Linked DNA regions of Ovis aries: region 2 is linked to region 1. A link is a contact called in public Hi-C data. All regions are on one chromosome and are shown on one strand. Each heading gives the region's core, a stretch centred on a gene start, on an enhancer-like site or on the middle of the called end of the contact. The rest is flanking DNA. Distances are from core to core; before and after follow the strand shown.

Region 1 (6,359 bases), core at 2,668-5,167:
ACACCAGGCTTCCCTGTCCTTCACTATCTTCCAGACTTAGCATCACCAACTCAATGGACATGAATCTGAGCAATCTAACCATCTCATCCTCTGCCACCCTCTTCTCCTTTTGCCTTCAAATTTTCCCGGCATCAGGGTCTTTCCCGTAGGAAGCATTACTATGAATGAAGCTAGTGGAGGTGATAGAATTCCAGCTGAACTATTTAAAATCCTAAAAGGTGATGCTGTTAAAGTGCTGCACTCAATATGACAACATATTTGGAAAACTCAACAGTGGCCACAGGACTGGAAAAGGTCAGCTTTCCTCCCAATTCCAAAGAAAGGCAATGCCAAAGAATTTTCAAATTGCCATACAATTGGGCTTGTACTTGTTGTCACATACTAACAAGGTAGCGTTCAAAATCCTTTAAGCTTCAGCAGTACATGACCAAGAACTCTCAGACGTTCAAGCTGAATTTAGAAAAGGCAGAGATCAAATTGCCAATATCTGTTGGGCCAAGGTGAAGGTGAAGTCGCTCAGTCGTGTCCGACTCTTTGTGACCCCATGGACTGTAACCTACTAGGCTTCTCCGTCCATGGGATTCTCCAGGCAAGAATACTGGAGTGGATTGCCATTTCCTTCTCCATGGGATCTTCCTGACCCAGGGATCGAACCCGGGTTTCCCACATTGGAGGCAGACGCTTTAACCTCTGAGCCACCAGGGAAGCCCCAGAGAAAGCAAAGGAATTCCAGAAAAACATATGCTTCATTGACAACATGAAAGCCTTTGACTTTGTGGATCACAACAAACTGTGGAAAATTCTTAAAGAGATGGGAATGCCAGACCACCTTACCTGCCTCCTGAGAAATCTGTATGCAGGTCAAGAAGCAACAATTAGAACCAGACATGGAACAATGGCCTTTTTCAAAATTGGGAAAGGAGTACATCAACGCTGTATATCGTCACCCTGCTTATTTAACTTAAATGCAGAGTACATAATGTGAAATGTCAGGCTGTATGAATCCCAAGCTGGAATAAAGATTCCCAGGAGAAATATAGATAACCTCAGATATGCAGATGATACCACCCTAATAGCAGAAAGCGAAGAGGAACTAAAGAGTTTCTTGATGAGGGTGAAAGATGAGAGTGAAAAAACTGGTTTAAAACTGAACATTCAAAAAACTAAGATCATGGCAACCAGTCCCATCACATCATGGCAAATAGATTGGGGGGAAAAGTAGAATCAGTGACAGATTTTATTTTCTTGGGATCCAAAATCACTGTAGACGGTGACTATAGCCATGAAATGAAGACGCTTGCTCCTTGGAAGAAAAGTTATGATAAATCTAGACAGCATTTTAAGAAGCAGAAACATCACTTTGCTGACAAAAGTCTGGTTTTTCCAGTAGTTATGCACAAATGTGAAAGCTGGACCATAAAGAAGGCTGAGCCCTGAAGAACTGATGCTTTCAAATTGTGGTCTTCTTCAGCAGAAGACTCTGGAGAGTCCCTTGGACAGCAAGGAAACCAAACCAGTCAATCCTAAAGGAAATCAGTCCTGAATATTCATTGAAAGCACTGATGCTGAAGCTGAAGCTCTAATAACTTTGGCCACCTCATGTGAAGAACTGACTCACTGGAAAAGCCCCTGAAGCCAGGAAAGATTGAGGGCAAGAGAAGAAGGGAGTGACAGAGGATGAGATGGTTGGATAGCATTGTTGGCTCAGTGGACATGGTGTGAGCAAACTCTGGAAGATGGTGAAGGACAGGGAGACCTGGCATGCTGCAGGCCATGGGGTCGCAAAGAATTGGAAGTGACTCAGCAACTGAATAACAACGTTCCAAGATATGACACATTCTGGGAGGAGAGGGAGAGTACTTGTGGCCAGCAAGGAAATGACTGGGAACTGGGACCCACAGGAGAATTCCTCAAAGACTGGAGTCAGCAGCATGGAGCCTCAGCGGGGCAGTGAGTGTGAGTCTTGGACTAGTGTTGTTGACGTGTAAGGGATCAAGAGGTCTCAGCAGGGGCTTCTAGACCTTAGCAATAGTTGGTATCTGAAAAGTACCTGAATCATAGTTCCTGGGAGGGTTCTGGGTGGATATAAAAAATAGGTGGAAGGCAGGGTAGATTTGTGTAAACACCAGCAATCAGTTCAGAAGTGTAAGTTCTCTGAAACTAATGCACTAAAAATTTGGGGTTTAGGATCTCAGAATAATATCAAACCCTATTGACTCTTAAGGAGGTGGCTCAGACCTCAGTAGTGTAGTGTCAGCAAATGTTCAGCTTGTACACCTAGCTTGGGATGGGCAGAAGTTGACAAAATCTTAGTGGGGAGAGTGAACAAGTGTGGGCAATTGTTAAGTGTTGCCTATATACCCAGTGCTATGATAACTTCTCTATTTGCCTTACTGTTTAATCCTCACAATCCCTTTATGAAATGGTCTTCCCTGGTAACTTAGATGGTAAAGAATCTGCCTGCAATGCGGGAGACCTGGGTTCAGTCACTGGGTCAGGAAGATTCGCTGGAGAAGGGAATGGCTACCCACTCCAGTATTCTTGCCTGGAGAATTCCATTGGCAGAGGAGCCTGGCAAACTGTACAGTCCACAGGGTGGCAGAGTCAGACACGACTGAGCAATTAACCCACACTTTATGATGTGGAAATCATAATTCCATTTTAGAGCTAAAAATGTTTTTTGAGGTTTAAATACTTATGAAATGTCATATCTTAGTAGGTACTTAAATTTGGCATTTATTGTTCTTGCCTAGGACATTTTTGGTTTTTAACAGTTTCATAACTATTTCAGGGAAATTTCTTTAGAAGAGACTGAAAGTTCTCCTCATTTTGCCATCTTCATAGATGTCTCCTATATGTGTGTGTGTGTGTGTGTGTGTGTGTGTGTGTGTGTTTTGCAGCACATGCAGTAAAGTGAGTCTGACCATCTAGAATGGTGGTGCTTGAACTTCAGTGTGCATGCGAAACAGCTGGGGAGCCTGTTAAATTTGCAGACTCCAGAGGGTTTCCCTGAGTCCAGTACATCTGGAGTGGGACCCAGGGATCTACGTTTTGAACAATCATCCGATGTGTATTCAGCTATAAGTTGTCCGTGGACTATACACTGAGGTAGACCGGAAATGAGCAGCATAGATCTAGATTATGCTCCTCTCTACATTTGGTCCAGGGCCCCTGTTCCCCCAGCATCATTTGATTATAAAATCAAAGGAGAAGTCACGGAACTGTACTCATTGCCCTTCACTGCTGCGGGGAGGGGAGGGCTGACGGGAGAGTAGTCAAGCTGCTGAGATGTAGGTCAAGGAAGAGCCACAGGATGGTTTACACAGTGCTGCTTTGACTGGCAAATACTGGATTACAAGGTCAAAGTCAGAGTGGTCTGGAACATTTCCAAGCAGAATAGACAAACCCAGAGGCCAACTTTAACAGGCTCTATCTACTAACAATTTTAGTATTTTGTATTTTTAAAATAGTGAAAATAATTCTGAGGCAAAGGCTAAAAGTATTTCAATAGATAATTTAAATTTAAAATAATCAGTAGTATTGGGGTCATGCCAGAAAGAAATACAGATATACTGTTAAATACTTATTTATTCTAAAAGTGTTTTTTAATTGATAACAGATATGGATGGTTCAAACTAGTACAGTTTTTAGTAGGAATTTTTTGTTTCTAGATACAAACCTAAACTTTTTAGGTAGGATACTTTTAAAAATTGTGATAAAAGTCACATAAAATATACTATTTTTTATCTTAGCTGGACAGTTCAGTGGCACTAAGGACATTCACACTGTTGTACAAATCTCACCATCATCCATCTCCCAAATTTTTTTAAACTAAAACTCTGTCCCCATTAAACATTAACTCCCCATCCTCTCTCCCTCACCTTCCCACCCCTCAGCTTCTGGCATCTGCCAGTGTACTTTCTGACTCTATGAATTTTACTATTCTAGGTATCTCATATAAGTGGAATCAAACAGAGTTTTACCTGATGTATATTGGAATGCATTTTTAAAGTTACCAATATATTAGGTAGGACACTTTTTACTTATGCAGGCATACATATTTCACTTAATGTAAGAGATTGAGTCCTAAAAACTTGCTAGCAAGTGGACTTCTAGAAATGCGGTCATATTGAAAACTTGGCATTTACAGGAACTTGATAATCCTTTTGTGAGGATGAAAAAAAAATAATCACTCACGAATTGGTAAACCTAGAGTTAATTATATCTCTATACTTTAATATGAATTTCAGCAGCATTTGAAATAGTGCAAAATAAATAAGGACAGATAAAAAGTGTCTTTGGAATAAATGATTTGATAGCAATGAAAAAGATCATATGGAAAATTTTACCTGAATAAGTAAACCTAAAAATAAGCAAGGGCTTCCCTGGTGGCTCAGACAGTAAAGAATCTGCCTGCAATACAGGAGACCTGGGTTCAATCTCTGGGTCAGGAAGAGTCCCTAGAGAAGGGAATGACTACCCACTCCATTATTCTTGCCTGGAGAATCCCATGGACAGAAGAACCTGGTGGGCTATAGTCCATGGGGTTGCAAAGAATTGAACACAATTGAGTGACTAACACTTTCACTTTCAAAAATTAGCAATCTTAACTTTACAATAAATCACTATTTACAGTAAGAGGATAACTAATGTAAGTTATGAAAGCAAAGTATAAAGACCAGTAGAATAATCAATTTTATGACATATTTCTCATGACAGAGAACATATTGTTATGTAAAGACCATGACAATTCCACTAAAAAGAATAAGTTGAGAGTGCCAGGTGTCATATTAATGAAGGACTGTAACTATCAAAGAAAGTGGGTTCAGTACATCTGGCTTCTCTTTCATGGAAACTGGCAAAACATCACTGGTCCTAATCCTACAGATGTAGATGTTTAAAACAGGTTGAGGCAGCAACATTTTATAGGCCAGCATGAAAAGAAAAACAATCACAGGAATGATATAATTATGGGGTAATAAAAACATAAACACCATTATTGCATTAATTTTACATTTGGACTTTTCTCCCATGGTTGGCTTTCCAGCTTATAAGTACAAGGTTTTGATTACAAAAATCATTCAGATATTTGGTCATTTATCCATCCTAATACACACACACACACACACACACACACACACACACACACACACTGGATTTGATCAGTTTGGTAGTTTGCTGTAACTGGTCATTTAAAAGAACAGAGGATTTAGGTTTTTACTAAATTAAAGAGAAAGAAAGAGAAGTAGCTGCCACTTTTGACTTCTTAGATGTTTACAAACTAATTTGTTTCTTGTTATTGACCTTTTGAGTCATCAATATGCTTTTTTCAACTTCTATTGAAGTACCAGCTTATTGGGAGACAACTGGTTATCTGGCAAGTTGCTTAAACCCTCCAAGATTCAGCTTCTTCACTTGTAAAATGAAGATAATAATGGCTACTTCCACAGCTTGCTTTAAAGAGAAGAGGCAGTACAGAGGTACTTAATAGTACAAAGCTCAATAAATGATGGTTATCATTTTAATGCTGGAAGAGAAAGCCAAAGTCAGAAAGAGGCACCTCATTTTGATCCTCTTATGCAGCTTCTAGTTAATATGGTTGAGAGCCAGCTCATCATAGGAAAGTTGGCTGAAAATTTCATGACATCAGCTACAGTAACAAAAAGAGCTCAATTGTTGGATACTGATTGGAAACATGACTACGGTTGGGAAGGCGTTGGGAAGGCGTTATGTAGCCTGTTTGTGGGGAGGAGGGTGTTGTGTATTTAAATAAAAGTAGGCCTTTTAATGAAAAATTAAGTCAAGTTCCAAAAATAAAGTGTAGATAACTTTTTTTGTAACTGAGTGGAACCAGTGAATCTTCAGGGATGGTGGAACAGCAGCCCTGAGTTACTGATATACACGTGTGTCAAGGCTGTGTTGTGGGCTATTCTGATGCTCATTATCTGCAGGAATATTTGCACTGTGCATTCCAGCCTTTAGCCTCTGGTTCTTCTCTCCCATTTTCAGGAATCCACTCCAACACCGCAGAGAAGTCTTTATTGTGGTCCTGGAGATACCACAGATGGATACAGATCAACTTCACTCCTGCAAAATGCTTCATTAAAAAAAAATCACATGCTCAAATATGTTTGGAAAACGTGGCAGATTAGAACTTCATTTTTGGATGATCACACTCTGTAGTAAAGTATTGAAGACTTTGAAAAATCCCATTTAACTCATTTTCCCCAAGCTACTCACCTAAATTTTTTCATGTAACTTTATTTTGTACCCTGCATAATTATTGTTCTGCAGACTGTACTTTGGGAAACATTAATTTAGACTTAACTCTTGCTATCACAGAGGTTATATTGTTTTTC
Region 2 (6,359 bases), core at 2,745-5,244, 150 kb before region 1:
TGTTGCATGGGGGCTTTTCTCTAGTTGTGGTGAGCAGGGGCTATTAATTTTCACTGTGGTCCCTGGGCTTTCACTGCAGTAGCTTCTCTTGTTGGGGCGCATGGGCTCTAGGTATGAGGGCTCAGTAGTTGTGGCTCTCGAGCTCTAGAGTGCAGGCTGAGCAGTTCTGGTGCAGGCGCTTAGTTGCTGCATTTGTGGAATCTTCCCAAACCAGGGATCGAACCCATGTCCCCTGCACTGGCAGGCAGGTTCTTAACCACTGGCCCACCAGGGAAGTCCTGGCGACTTTTTGATGATAGCCATTTTGACAGGTATGAGGTGACCTCATTGTGGTTTTGATTTATATTTCTTTGATGATTAGTGACATTGAGCAGAATTTGACTATTTTTGGAGAATGAGTCTTTGAACAAGTAATATTAACTGAGGTCTCGGGGTGGGGGCGCTAATCTAAAATAACTGCAGGTTCAGAACATCATGGTTTTAATTTAACTCACCTCTCCTTGCAAAGTCAAGGTATTATTCTAATGGGTCAAAGTGTTAGTCACTCAGTCATGTCCAACTCTGTATGACACCATGGACTATAGCCCGCCATGCTCCTCTGTCCATAGAATTTTCCAGGCAAAGATACTGGAGTGGGTTGCCATTCCCTTCTCCAGGGGATCTTTCTAACCCAGAGATCAAACCTGGGTCTTCTGCATTGCAGGCAGATTCTTAGCCACCAGGTAAGCTCAGCCTTTCCTTAATCTGTACAACTATGAGAATCAAATGAAATAATGCATTTATATCTGTCACTGTTTCTATACACCTCACCTCCAGCAAAAGTAAAATAAAAAAAGCCTTCCTTAATGCAACAACAACAAGCCCCTTATTTCTGTCTTTCTCTGCTACTCAGAGCACAACCCTGGCTGTGTCATCTCCTCACCAGGCGGTCTCTGCTTCAGGGGTGCCCAACCAAGCATGGAGGCTCTCCTGGGAGGTGCCTGGGAGCCCACGGGGACGTTTCTGGCCGTCACCATGACTGGGGGAGTGCTACAAGCATGTTGTGGGGAGAAGGGACCCAGGATGTGTTTCTTTTATGTCCAACAATGCTCAGGACAGTTCTACTAAGGGAGGAACCATCCTGTCCTTGGGTCTCTAGGCAGAAAACAAAGGCTCCTTGTCATGTGGTTTCCAGTTGGGGTCTGCGGGTTGTCTACCAGATTTTAAGGTCACTCAAGGACTTTTCAGTGTAAGGTCCACACTCAGCCAGCAAAAGGGAGAGCTTCAAAGGCCTGTCCTCCACAGTCTACACTCCATAACTGGCCCATCATCCCCCTTACTACCATTTTGTTTACAGCGCACTACCCAACTATGATGGGACCACATCCCCTCCTTGTCATAGCAATCATGTAAACAAGATTGATTTTTAATCTTTCAGAGTAGAAGCTGGGCAGCTGCCTAAGGGAGCCATGGCCCATTAAAGGAGCCCCTCAGAATGGCAGAGACTGGTTCAAACCTTCTACGTGGTTAAGCATGCCACCTGCCCTTGCCTGGTGCCGTAGGATACGGTATATCTGAGGTCCTCTCAGACACTGGCTGCTATTAATTCTGTGGGAGAGTGTCCGGAAGGCACTTGGAAGGCTGCTTGCTTATGGACACACTTTATACTCCGTCTTCCTTAAAGCTGCATGACCTTTCTCAACACAGTAAAACAGGGCACAGGGACCACATGTGTCAGAGTTCAGAAATGGCTCACAGCACCTAACTGGTGGAATGTCTACACCAGTTCAATCACTGTCTAGGTCCAGCTGTGTAATTCTGGACTCTTTAGGTGACCTTTCTGGGCCTCTGAAAAGAGGTATGTGTGGTTATATGGTCTTAAGGAACACTCTAGCTCTACAGTTTATGATCTGGGGCTACGATATGATTTTCATTAGCTTATTTTGCTCAGGACATTACCATCTCGTGTTCTTTATATAGGATGTTGCCTCAACAGTCTGGCAGAAATGGTGTAGGAATAAAGGAATTGCAACAGCAATGTTTTCACCTGTTCTGACTCCAAAGAGAAATCAGCAGGCAGGCCCAGCACTATTTGGACCTATTAATTTTATATTCAGCAGCTGGCCAAGAACACATATACATCATTCAATATTTACATCAGAGTTCTAATCACAGTGCCCATTCTGCACTTAAATGCACTAATTTACAGGGAAACTGTGTGGTAGGGAGAATGCCAAACGAGGTTAAAGTGAGACTGTTTTAAATATCACCCCTCTTTATCTTTAACGTCACTCTAAGTGCATTCCTGTAAGAGAAAGGCAATAGTTTCTTGCTTGCCCACTGAAAGCTGCAACCTAATTTAATTTTTGGAAAAAAGATAATCAAAATTAATCTCAGCTCCCCCACTTGGAAGCGCTACCACTGAATAAGTTTCAGCCACATGCTAAAAGACAATACAATTCTAATGTCCCAGCAAACCCTACAGTAAGGTTCCCATTTTACTGAAATGAAAAAGAGCTTCGTAAAAATTCTGCTTTGTTCTCTATGACTGATAAGGAAGAGGTAGTCTACAAATACTTGTTTAGTGCAAGATTCTTTTCGAAATGGAAAAAGGAATTTAGTATCTTAAGTGTGACTGCAACTCTGCCCCCCCCCCCCCCCCCTTTTCATCTAGTGTCTCTGATAGCTGCAAGGGCCTACTAAGGTAATCACTCTGGCTGAGTACACACTGACCACAGATTTGCTTTCTCCAGGGGAACTGAAAACTGATTCCACAAAACGTGGAATCATGGACCTTCCTATCTCATCAGCCAAGAATGTCTAAAGCCAGACAAGTTAACTGACCTCTTAGCTGGTTAGGCCTGAAAGCGATGTTAACTTTGATCATTAATTTACTTCTGTGGACTGTAATTCTACATTCCCCGCCCCCCCCCCCCCCCCCCAAGCCAGGACCAACAGGAAAAACTGTTTAAAAGCCCCTGGGAAACTCGTTGCAAACCTTGGAACTACTGGTCAAAGCTTCCACAGTACAATGATCCCTTATACGGAGACCCCTGAAGACCGAGGGCAAGGAAACTGATCTCCACCTTCCAAGGTTGCCCACAAAGCAGTTTGGGCTGCCCTGGTGGCTCAATGGTGTAAGAATTCGCTGCCAAGGGGGAGTCGGGGTTCAATCCCTGGGTCGGGAAGATCCTATGGAGAAGGAAATGGCAACCCACTCCAGTATTCTTGCCTGGGAAATCCCAAGGATAGAGGAGCCTGGTGGGCTATGGTGGTCCATGCGGTCCCAAAGAGTCCCACACGACTTAGCGACTAAACAACAGCAAAGCAGGTTAAAGCCAGAGGCCTCCAAACAGGGAGCGGCCCAGTACTCCTATACTCCATTTCGGTGTTGTAAAAACTCTCAAGAGTTCCCAAAGCAGAGAAGGCCTACGTTTAGAACACAAACAAAAAGCCGGAAGCTTGCAAAAGAGCAAGCATGCAGTTTTCCCACGTGGGCCGCGGGCGGAGGGCCAAGTCGGAGCGGAAGCGTTTAAGTCGGGCAGGGCTCAGGGCTCGAGGAGACCTTCAGGGGTTGTAGGTGCCCACCCCGCGGCACACCCAGCCCCAGCCTGACCCATCTGCTCGGAAAGGTACTTGCAGTACCGATTCGCGGCCCCTCTCCGAAGGGCGTGCCTTCGCCCTGCGTGAGCAGCTGAGACCTAAGGCAAGGCAATGGCAAACTCTGCAGTGGTTTCCTGTCCCTCGCTCGCCGCCCCGGGCTAAGCCGCAGACCCTCCCCGCCGCGGCGGGGGCGCCCCCGCTAGGCGCACGGCCCAGAGGCGCTGTCCGCCCGGAAGAGAGAGACAGCGTACAGGTCAGGCAGGATCGCAGCAGCCAGGACGTCTAATCTCACCTTCACGGCAGCCGGAGTGGCACCTGAGGACATGTCTGGCGAGGAAGGAGCGGCGGCCACGCTCGGGATGGAGGCGGGGAACAGAGCAGCTGCGCGGGTGCAGGCGCGCGGCGCGGGACTGAGCAGGGAGGTCCTGGGGTCGGCGGTGGCTCCGCCTCTTCCTCCCGGGGACAGCTGGATTGGCTGCTGGCGTGGGCTCTCCCCCGCCTCCCCTCTCAATTCCAGACGCCCGCCTCCCGCCTCTTCTGCAGACCTTTTCGGTTCTCGGTTGATTTCCCTGCCTCGCCTCCCCCCCAGTTGTAGCTAACGGGTTCATGATAGTGATAATAATAGGGACCGTTGATTGACAGCTTATGCTGTTCCAGACTTTGTGCTTTGCACTCTCATCGGCTCTGTTAACTTTCGCAAGAACACGACAAGGAAGAGCAGCGCTTCTGGCGCCGTCTCGTATCCGCGGCAAGCTCGGCCTCATCTGTAGAGTCGGGCCCATCTTGTTCCAGAAGTTCTCGGGGGCGGGGGAGGGAGAATCGTGGCGACGAGGGGACAGGCTCTTCGCTGAGGCTGCCTCCAGCTGCGAATGTGGGGCGGGGTGCCGTTGACTCGTCTCATCCCCGGTACTCAACCGGGGGTTTGCTCCTTTCTGTTAAGTCGTTGGAGACAGAACAGAGTGGGGTTGGCTGGCCCAAGACTCTGGGATGACAGAAAGAAACAGGGTAACGTGCTGCTGGATAATGATAAACTTTCTGACCTACAAACTCTGGCTATGGGGCAGGTTTTCCACGGGATAAACCATACCCTAACTTCCAGCCTGGGTCCACAATGCCAAGGCCGACTTCAACCCAAACCAACCCGATCAAAGTCCAATTCAACTAGATTCAGAATCCGGATTTCTGTCATCACTCAACCACTAGTTGGGTACCCCCCACCTCCACCCGCCCTTTCACGTTGCACCAGCCCTTCATTGGGATAATCCAATTTAAACTCTTTGGATGAGTTGAATTCTCTTCAACAAAATGCTGGGTGACAGTGATATTCTGATAGGCAGAAATGTTGCGAAGATTTTACTCTGGGGGTGGGAGAATGGCTGTGGAGGGGTGAACTTCCTTTTTTCCCTACAGCAGTAAAACTGAAACCCCACACAAGTATAACTTCATTCAGACATCACTGGGTGCTTCCCATATCCTGTTTACTTAAAACAGTAAAAATTTTCACTCATTATTTGCTCAAGATGTAACTTTTCTTGCAATGTAAAGTTTTCTTCTGTTTCTTTTAAATTATAAAATGAAATGGCAAAGTGGAAGACTGGAGTGCTCCTTTGAAAGGGCAGGGGGCTGCAAGTTGCTCCTGAATGTGGTTTCCTAGGAGCTTGTCTGCTCAGAGGGGAACCACTGCAGGGACACAGAGACCTTGGGTTACATGGTGCTTCACAGTTAGGGAATCTTGACAAACTTAGGTGCTTTGATGTAAGATAACTACCACCAGAGTTTGAACCCTTATCAATAAGAAACAATAAAACACAGTCACAGCCCTTAGGTAAGAGGTCTGCAAACCTTGCCTACAAAGAAGCAAAAATTAAGGAGTGTGTGAAGTTAAAAAACACAGACAATATCTAACTGAATGAGCCTGGCTGTATTCCAGTGCAACCTTATGGACACTTAAATTTGAATTTCATATAGTTTTCACCTGTGACAAAATATTCTTTAGATATTTACCCAGTCACTTAAGATTGTAAAAATTATCCTTAGTTTGAAGCTATACAAAAACAGATGGAAAGCTGGGTCAGCTGTGGAGAGCTTGTCCTGTTGCTGATAGCCCACTACTCATAGGGGCAAAAGATAGATAATATCTAATTGAATGAACTTCTCTCCTCCCGGAAGCAGATGACCTTTGGGCTGACTTATCAGACAGTGCTTTGATAAGCAGGCAATAATCTTTTTGGCTTATTTCCAAGTTTGGATAATTTTTTTTTCTTAACAAGGCCCAGAATCAAAATAGGCCAAAATTTCTGATAGTCAGTGGTCTCTCCCTTTATGATTGGCATAGAGAATCTGGAACAAGATAAGGTGTCTATAACCTTATCTTGCCCTGCTGTTCTTGCCTTGTAAATTCCCTCTGTTTATCTGTACCTTGTCTTTCTGAAGACAATTCTAAAAAAGTACTCAGGCCACCTTATAAGTTCTGATTAAGGTACTATATCGATATTTCAGTGGTTTAGTTGCTAAGTAGTATCTGATTCTTTGCAACCACATGGACTGTAGCCCACCAGGCTTCTCTGTCCATAGGATTTCCCAGGCAAGATTACTGGAGAGTGTTGCCATTTCCTCCTCCAGGGGATTTTCCCTACTCAGGGATTGAGCCCGAGTCTCCTGCATTGCAGGCAGATTCTTTTACTGCTAAGCCACTAGGGAAGCCCCAGCAATCCCATATTTAATAAAAATGGAGTGTCCAGCAATAACATGTAACTTGTATCTTTGATTGAGGGAGG

What was found. A called contact is a pair of places that touch in the nucleus more often than the background predicts.
Region 2: a contact with region 1 is called in a Hi-C map of liver, with 2.6 times the contacts expected there. The contact joins the promoter of MTAP here to the enhancer-like site in region 1. A contact is called at or near these places in 2 of 16 Hi-C or Micro-C datasets (liver and mixed tissues).

What each region holds. Positions count from the first base shown.
Region 1 is chr2:90,481,584-90,487,942 of ARS-UI_Ramb_v3.0, reverse strand. No RefSeq gene overlaps it. Among named protein-coding and RNA genes, the nearest start is that of TRNAS-GCU, 65 kb to the left of the region's middle. Within about 2 kb of position 3,917, at least 2 of the 54 cell types and tissues checked have an H3K27ac peak or open chromatin away from gene starts, as enhancers often do. A contact at or near this core is called in liver, where this site is marked.
Region 2 is chr2:90,628,349-90,634,707 of ARS-UI_Ramb_v3.0, reverse strand. It overlaps MTAP (methylthioadenosine phosphorylase), which reads right to left and starts at 3,994. Exons shown (of 7, transcript XM_060411004.1): 1 at 3,875-3,994. The coding sequence starts at 3,907.